Regions from separate parts of the Mus musculus genome. Here region 2 is linked to region 1. A link is a contact called in public HiChIP or PLAC-seq data. All regions are on one chromosome and are shown on one strand. The core of a region is the stretch at or near the end of the contact, and the rest is flanking DNA. Distances in the headings are between cores, read along the strand shown.

Region 1 (4,169 bases), core at 1,219-3,718:
CTGTTCTGGGATTTACGGCTTCTCAGAAACCAGAGCCGTTTCTGTCTAAGCTGTGTACCTAAACATATTCTAGGAAATACCTTGTTAAAATGGTGACTTTGTCCCTGCGTGATTCATAACTACAATCCCGGATGGTACAGTCTACTTCACACACAGGCTATATGATACAACCTTCAGCTTCTAGGTTGCAACTGTGATGCAACTAAGTGAACCATGATCTGGGAACCATCCAATGGGGTGTGTGGTCCTAAGAGGATAGACAAACAACACCAGACAGAGGAATTTTTCAGCTTCACTGCCTCTCATGGGACCATGGTTACATCTGCCTACCGCCCATCCCCCGTCAAAGTCCTCAGGAGGCATGCTGCCATGCACAGACCATCTCCTAAAGGCAGCTGCTTATGAGCTGTCATTTGGGAACATTTATTCATTCTTTTTATTTATTAATTTATTTATCTTGAGACAGGGTTTTTCTTGGTAGCTAGTTTTGGCTGTTCTGGAACTCACTCTGTGGACCAGGCTGGCCTGGAACTCAGAGATCTGTCTGCCTCTGCTTCCAGAGTTCTGGGATTAAAGGCGTGTGCCACTACCACTGAGCCATTTATTTATTCTTATAAGTGATAATTAATAATACAGGGTAACCGAGTGAAAGAGGGAGCTGGAAATCCTTTCTTCGGAGTTCTGTAAGATGAGGACTTAAGATAGGAAATTCAACTCTTCTTTGCATCTCAGAGATGTTATCTTTATGTGCTATTTTCCTCCTTTCCTCCCCACCCCCCAGTATTTTTTTCTTATATAACATATTGAACCTGGAGTCACGTGCTTGCTAAGGAACCACTCTGCCAATGGCCTATATACAGAGTGTAAATGCTGCCCTCTTACCTTTCCCTTCTCAATGACTTAAGATTAGGAAAAAGTTACCGCAATACTTTGAGACTCGCGGGAGCACAGTGGTTTAAAACACCAGGCAGACTATGTAGCTTTTTGGTCTTTTAAGTCACACAAATGGATGCAGAAATCACCGAGAACTGTTGACTGGGAGAGGGAAGAAACAGAGAAAAGGGGAGACAAGAACAGAGAGAATGTCCCAGGACCTTGCATTAATTAAGGGTCTCTTCACAGGGTTCCTCTGTTCCATCGACTTCTTTCTGACTTTGGGGTTAGTGTCCTTAGGCTGCCAGAACAAATACCACAAGCCGGGTGACTTGGACAACAGGACCCTGTGTTCTCACAGATCCAAGGGTTAGGAGTCTGGAATCAAGGCCTGGGAAGGGACGTTTCCAGGGGCTTCCACGCAATAGCTGGTCAGCACTTTGCTCCTGACTGCTGGGCTGTCACCAGTCCTTGGCGTCTTTTGTTTTATAGATATGCCACTCCAGTCTCTGCCTTTGTTGCTCCATGGCAGGTCTCTCTGTATCTCTAAACGTCCTCTGCTCAGAAAGATGACAGTCACTCTGGACGGGGACTCTCCCTGATGGCTTCTTTTTAACTTGATTACATCTCCAAAGAACATCACACAAGATGGGGAAGGGGATCTTGACGCAGTTTGAAATGCTATCCTATCCTTAGCTCTGACCAAATGAACGGAAGGGTTCCCTTGGCCCCAGGCACTGTGAGGGTTTTCTGTGTGAAGGATGCTTCCGATGGCCGGGGTGCCCAGTGCGCACGCGCACACTGGCTGAGCTTTGTTCAAAATTTCTGTCCTGGCTTCCCTTTGCCTTGTCCCAAGCCCTCGGGTGTTCAACTCCTAGACTAGGATTTTATTTTTAGAGTAATGAATAATTTATGTTTTGAAAATGACTAATGAAAAAGCAATCAACCACTTTGGGCTGGATCAGAGTCTGAGGTTCTGGTCCCTGGCACTCGCTTCGCATCTCTCTGCTTCAGCTAGAGGGGAAGGTGTCTGCTTGACCTTTTTTTCCCTGTCACATGACGCCTTCCACAAGTAAGCTGTGTCCTCCTCAGGGAGCGCACATGCGACACATAATGAAATTAAACCTCTGCCACTCCAAATTCTCACTTTCAAGGGTCTGCCACTTGCCTACTTTTTCTTGTTTCTGGGTATCAGCAGAAGTGGGGTGGGGGGGTGGGATGAGGGCGGAGTAGCGAGGCACAGAGTAGGATTTTTTTTCGTGATATTTTGGGCTCGAAGCCTCGTGCGCATTCTTGGGCTGGTTCGGGTTTCCGGGGCACGTACACTCTGACCTTAGTTTGGGGCCAACCCTGAGCGCTTCAGTCAGCTACTTTTTAGCAACGGCGGCCAGAAAAATACTTTTTTTTTAAAAATTTATTTTCCCGTGAGTGCCTTCTGAAATTGTTTTGCTGTGCTACGTCTGAGAAACAGTAGCATTTCGTTCCCCAGAAACAGTTCCTTTTTGGCATGTTAATAAAATGACCGGTGTTACCTAAATTAGGGGTTTTGAGTTTGTTCTGGAGCTTTTTAAACTACAGCGCCCCCTAGCGGGAATTTTGTGATATTCATGCTTGTTCTGGTTGATCAGTTTTCGTCCATGCTTCCAAAAAGTTGTTGTGAAGCTACTATGAAGAACCACAGGGGTGGATATTTCATAAATAAGCCAAAAAGAAAAGGAAGTTTTATGGGTTTTAAAAAAATGTTAGCTGTTTTCTTTCATTTTACCACGTAATTAAAAAAGAGTTTCTCCTGAACCAACAACCTATATGGACAAGTGTTTGGGAAGAGACCCTTGAGTCTCTGGTATGGTACATACATGTCTCTTTAAAGGCATGTCCTTGAAACCAGAACTCAGGGGTTTTCTTGTGTAAGGGGATGGTCTAAGAGAAACATTGAGTTATAGACCTTGTTCCTTACTGGCCTTGGCTTGTCAAGGGCTCTTATGGGGTAGACTTCTGAGACCCTTGGAACCTGGGGGGCTTAGTTAATCGCCCCCTCCCCCACACAAGCACAGAGCCTTATATGAATCCCTCCAGAGAGTTGGAGTGTGTTCTACATTCAAGACCTCATAGGAAAGATCCATAGCCTCCGTGGAAGGAAATTTACAGATTCCCGGATTCATTGACTTACAGTGGGAAAGGGGATAAAATCGCTTGGCTGGAGTTTCCCGTGTTACAAAGTTAGTAATTAACCGCAGCGAGGCGAAGGACAATCAGAGGCTCACTGAGAATGTAAGAGTAGTAACAGTATGAGCCATGCAACCCCAGGCTAGGGCACAAGTCTCAGAAGGTAGATAGGGTGACCTGGGACTCCATGCATGTCACACCGGATCCTAACACTCTGAGATCCAGTAATGGATAATGTCACCTTGTCCCTTATAGGATAATGGCATTTGTGCATTTACCTGTCGTGATTTGAATGAAAGTCAGCAGTTCTCTTTTTGAGAGTCTTTGCTGGACGGGAGTCCATTGCTTTTCTGGGCAAGCCTTCTTTTCCTCAGGCTCACACTCGTTATCCCCTAGTGAAAGGTTTAATTAGGCACAGGGCACTAAGGGCTTGCTGCAAGTGTGAGGAGCTGAGGCAGGTTCCCAGAGCCCATGAAAAGTAGACTATCTGTAATTCCAGTGCTTCTAGGGCAGGATGCAAAGCTGAGACTGGAGGATTCCCAAGAGCTCACAGACGGATCCTAACACTCTGAGAAGCTGTTAGCATTTCTGGGCTCATGGCCCACCAAGCCAACCTTCTTCACACCATACATGTATCCTTATGAGGGTATCTGCCATGGATGTAGGTCTCACACAAGTGATCAGTAATTGTCCCATTGGGGAATTTCCCCATTGGCTTCTTGTTGTATGCAACAGAGAACAATGAGAGGAGACCCTGTCTCAAAGAAGGGAGGGGTCAAGGCCCACCACCGGGAATAGTCTTCTCTGACTTACACAACTACACATGCTTCCCTCCTGCACACAAGCATGCGCACACATGTCCACAAACATCGCTCATGGACATGCTTACACTCAAGATTTAAAGAAAAAGATTCTGTTGGTCTTCCTGTGGAGTCCCTGTGGGAGGGAGCCATGTGATGGGGGTGGGGGAGGACTGGGAGGAGAGGGAGGCAGATACTGGGATGCAAAGTGAATGAATGAATGAATGAATGAATGACTACCTACAAAACCCCATAAAAAAGAATGAGGTTTTATCCTAAATATACTTGTTCAGCTTTTCCGACACTTGACGGCCTTTCACATGCTTGTTT
Region 2 (3,675 bases), core at 172-2,671, 200 kb before region 1:
TAGACTTTAACAGTGCTTAAGGAACTGTACCCAAGGCTGTCCTCTGGGTCACACACAGGAGCCGAGACAGACAGGAGGCACTGGCATGCACATGAAATTTATTTCTGCAACCTTTAATAGAAAGAATGGACCAGTGGGCTGGAAAGATGGTTCAGTGGTTAAGAGCACTGACTGCTTTTCCGAAGATCCCGAGTTCAAAATCCAGCAACCACATAGTGGTTCACAACCATCCATAATAAGATCTGACGCCCTCTTCTGGTCTGTCTGAAGACCGCTACAGTGTACTTACATATAACAATAAATCTTTAAAAAAAAAAAAAAAAGAATGGACCAGTAATAATCACTCAAAACTGCAAACTGAAGCCAATAAAAATGACTCTGGAATGTTCTGTGAGGCTACATCAAGAAAATCCGTACATTCCTACAGACCAGCATCTTAGGATGAGTGCTGAAATCAACATAAAACCCAGGTCATGGTGCTTGCTAGTCACACACATGGAGGCTGGGCCAGACTCCTGGGCTTGTGCATGGAGTCACAGTGACCTTCAGCTGGGGCAGTGGTCACTCTGCGATTGCTTTGATTGCTTCTCTGAAGTCACTCCAAACCTCCCACCTCTAGAAAAGGGAGGGAGGCCATAAACTCTTAAAATAGGAAAATATAACATTCCCGCCTTCAAAACAGAGCTATCCAGTTTCTAACCACGGGTGACCTGAGTTTCGGTGCCATAAGGAAGGTGACAAAATTCCAGACAGCACAGGGACCCATCCCCAAACCCAGAAGTGGGTCCCAGCTCCAAACAGTCGCAAACGCCGCAAGCAATATTACAGGCAAAACTACAGCTAACTCAAGTACCGCCCAAGCCACTCCTTTCTCCCGTGCAAACTGCGTAAACTTTAGGCAGATAGTGTCTGCGGCTCACTAAAAACCAAAACCTGTTGTACTACCTACCTGTCAGTGCCACACAATTTGGGGCACTTCACCCACATCACGCCTCTTCTTGGAACCTAGAAAGCCTTGCAACAAAAAGCTCTAATTCTCCAGGTCTGTTTGCCACAGTCCCCACTGCTCCCTACTGCACACAGCCTGGCTCACTTCCCTCACCCTCCTGGGCTCCTGGTTCAGCTTGTGTGGGGCAGGATTTGCCACCCTCCCCACCCCACTTTATCCAGTGCTTTGCATAGTCTGGCCCTCACTTCAGGTTTTTAAAGGGGCATTGTTTTGTGTATAATGCCTCCATTCATGGTAAGGTTTTGAAGGGAAGTGTTTCAAGTTATTTAATGGACTTGTCAAGTGTTGCTTTTAATTAAACTTGGCTCAGATCGAAAGGAAAGTGGGTACGAATGTGGGCCAGTCTTGGGTACAGGACATTGAGTCATACCTTAATTCTCACCAAATAGCAGGAGAAATTCCATTCCAAACGTCTGTATTAGACCCAGCCAAATAAGTGTTCTATTTATAGCACCAAGGGTTAAAGCTTCCAGACACCCTCTGCCACCCTGCCCCCAGCACGTGCACGTGTGTGGGTGAACACAAATACACACACACACATACACACACACACACCTCCCTCAGATTGAATTACAGCCTCCAGCAAGTCAGGCCTTTTCTGTTAGTTTGTTTTTGATGATTCCTGAGCTGTAGGCACACTCGCTGGCCACCTGCCAACCACATAAGGAAATTCTGTTTATTTCTCAAATAAACAGGGGGTGTGCAGGAGGGGGGTGGGCGAGGGGATGGTGTGTGTCTCCCTCACTTTGGTTTCTATAAAGTTGTCCAGAAGAGAGCTTACAGTTCTCAAAGCACTTCCCTCTTCACTGATGGCCATCAGACCTGCACAGAAACAGTTTCGGTCTCCCCGAAAAGAAGAAAACCATCTCACCCTCAGGATGTACAGGACCATCATCTCAGAGAGGCACAAAAAGCTATGCATATTATCTCAAAACTCTTGCCAATGTATCTTAAAGATCTAAATGGGAGGGAGGCGCTAGGAATGTCTGAGTTCAGATCACCAGGACCCCCACAAAAGTGAGGTGTGGTAGGTGATTGTCTCCTCTAACTCCAGCACTGGGAGGGCAGTGATGGGGCATCCTGGGCTCAGTGATAAGCCACTGCAACAGAAATGGTAAGGCCTGGATTAAGGACTGAGAAACCCTGTCCCAATAAACAAGGTGCAGATCACCAAGGGAAGACACATCTGCAGTTGACCTCTGGCCTCCATATATGCACACACACACACACATACATGCATTCTCATATGTGCACACACAGAGGACACAGAATATCACAATCATGAGTCTTAGTAATGTCTCTGCTGACGCGCCATGGGGCACAGGCTATAATTCTTGGAACTCTGGAGGTGAACTGCCTGTGAGCGGTTCAGACTGCAGCCATGTGCCTCTCCCTGGGCAGCTGGCCACCTGAAAGTCACGGCTGTGAAACACGTTCCAAGTTTCACCCTAGATTGGACACTTGAGTTCACGAGTAAAGGTTACCTTTTGAAAAACTGCACCACAGGCTGCATGCTCAGCTGAAGGACAGGAAGTCATGCCACCATTGTGACCAGAGGATGGGGACAGACAGTGGAAGGCCAGAGCCTCAGGTGCCTGGAAAGATGATTTGATATCAAGTAGCACCAGCCTTGGGCCATGGGCTTGGAAGGAGTGGGCAGGTATGCAACATGACATACGAGAGCAGACATGGAACCAGGCCTCCTCTGCAAGTTACAGCTGTGAGGACAGCTGTGTAGTCAATTCAGATACATAGCAGGGAGAAGTCCGGGTCCCAGATACCATAGACAAAGCAAAGTCCAACCACACAGTGGGAGAAGGCGAAGATAAATTCTGGATGCAGCTGCTGAGGTGGTAGAAAACAGGACAGGATGGTGGCTGGGGAAATGGCTTAGCTGGTAACGTGGCTCCCTGTGCCAGCATGGGGGAGGGGGGCCGAGGAAGATCCCTGGAGTTCACTGACCAGCCTTCCTAGCCAGTTGGCAGGCTCTATGTTCAGTAAGAAACTCTGTCTCAAAAAATATGGTGGAGGGCAAGAGAAGGCACCCAACATAGACTTCTGGCCTCTACACGTGTATACACATGTGAACATGTACATAGATAATATACACACCCACTCAAAAAGGGCTAGAGGACTCAGCAGTTAAACGTATTTGCTTTTCTTACAGACGATTCAAGTCTTTTAGTCTCAGGGCCCACACTAGGTAGCTAACAACTGCCTACAACTTCTGTGTGATGCACCCTCTTCTGGCAATTACAGGTACCCACAAAAACACACATGCACACAGACACACACATAAATAAAGTCCTTTTAAAAAGAAAAGCAACAACAACACAAGGGACACCACCAGGCAACGGATACCTGGAAATGTTCCTGGTCCTATGGGTGGACGCTGGCAACTCTTACACGATCTCAGTTAAGACCAGAGAGCACACAGCACTCCTAGTGAGCGTGGGATCCTCCCGGGCAGAAGTGACCCAGCAAGAGCGACTTCCACTGCAAAACGGATCAAGTACGCTAAGGAATATCGGCTACTGACAACAGAGGCCTCAAGTGGCATCGAGGTTCTTGGGAGCTGAACCACATATTGAAGATAAAGTTCTTGCTAGAGTTACAATAGGAAGTAGGCAAAGAACATGGTCTATTACCAGACTTATGGGCAGTAG

The links. HiChIP or PLAC-seq counts read pairs in DNA pulled down with a chosen protein or histone mark.
Region 2: an H3K27ac HiChIP or PLAC-seq map of a colorectal cancer cell line shows a contact between it and region 1, with 8 times the contacts expected there. The contact joins two enhancer-like sites. A contact is called at or near these places in 1 of 15 datasets of contacts at CTCF or cohesin (the NIH/3T3 cell line), 22 of 484 Hi-C or Micro-C datasets (the BV-2 cell line, the C2C12 cell line, the NIH/3T3 cell line and 15 more) and 19 of 115 datasets of contacts at active chromatin or transcription factors (bone marrow-derived dendritic cells, bone marrow-derived macrophages, a colorectal cancer cell line and 13 more).

The regions. Positions count from the first base shown.
Region 1 is chr15:25,439,455-25,443,623 of GRCm38.p6, reverse strand. All of the region lies in intron 1 of Gm48957 (predicted gene, 48957), which reads right to left. Among named protein-coding and RNA genes, the nearest start is that of Gm48957, 27 kb to the right of the region's middle. Within about 2 kb of position 2,468, at least 45 of the 459 cell types and tissues checked have an H3K27ac peak or open chromatin away from gene starts, as enhancers often do. A contact at or near this core is called in the C2C12 cell line, a colorectal cancer cell line, hepatocytes and 1 more, where this site is marked.
Region 2 is chr15:25,640,292-25,643,966 of GRCm38.p6, reverse strand. The region is part of intron 1 of Myo10 (myosin X); the gene reads right to left. Among named protein-coding and RNA genes, the nearest start is that of Myo10, 20 kb to the right of the region's middle. Within about 2 kb of position 1,421, at least 69 of the 459 cell types and tissues checked have an H3K27ac peak or open chromatin away from gene starts, as enhancers often do. A contact at or near this core is called in the C2C12 cell line, a colorectal cancer cell line, hepatocytes and 1 more, where this site is marked.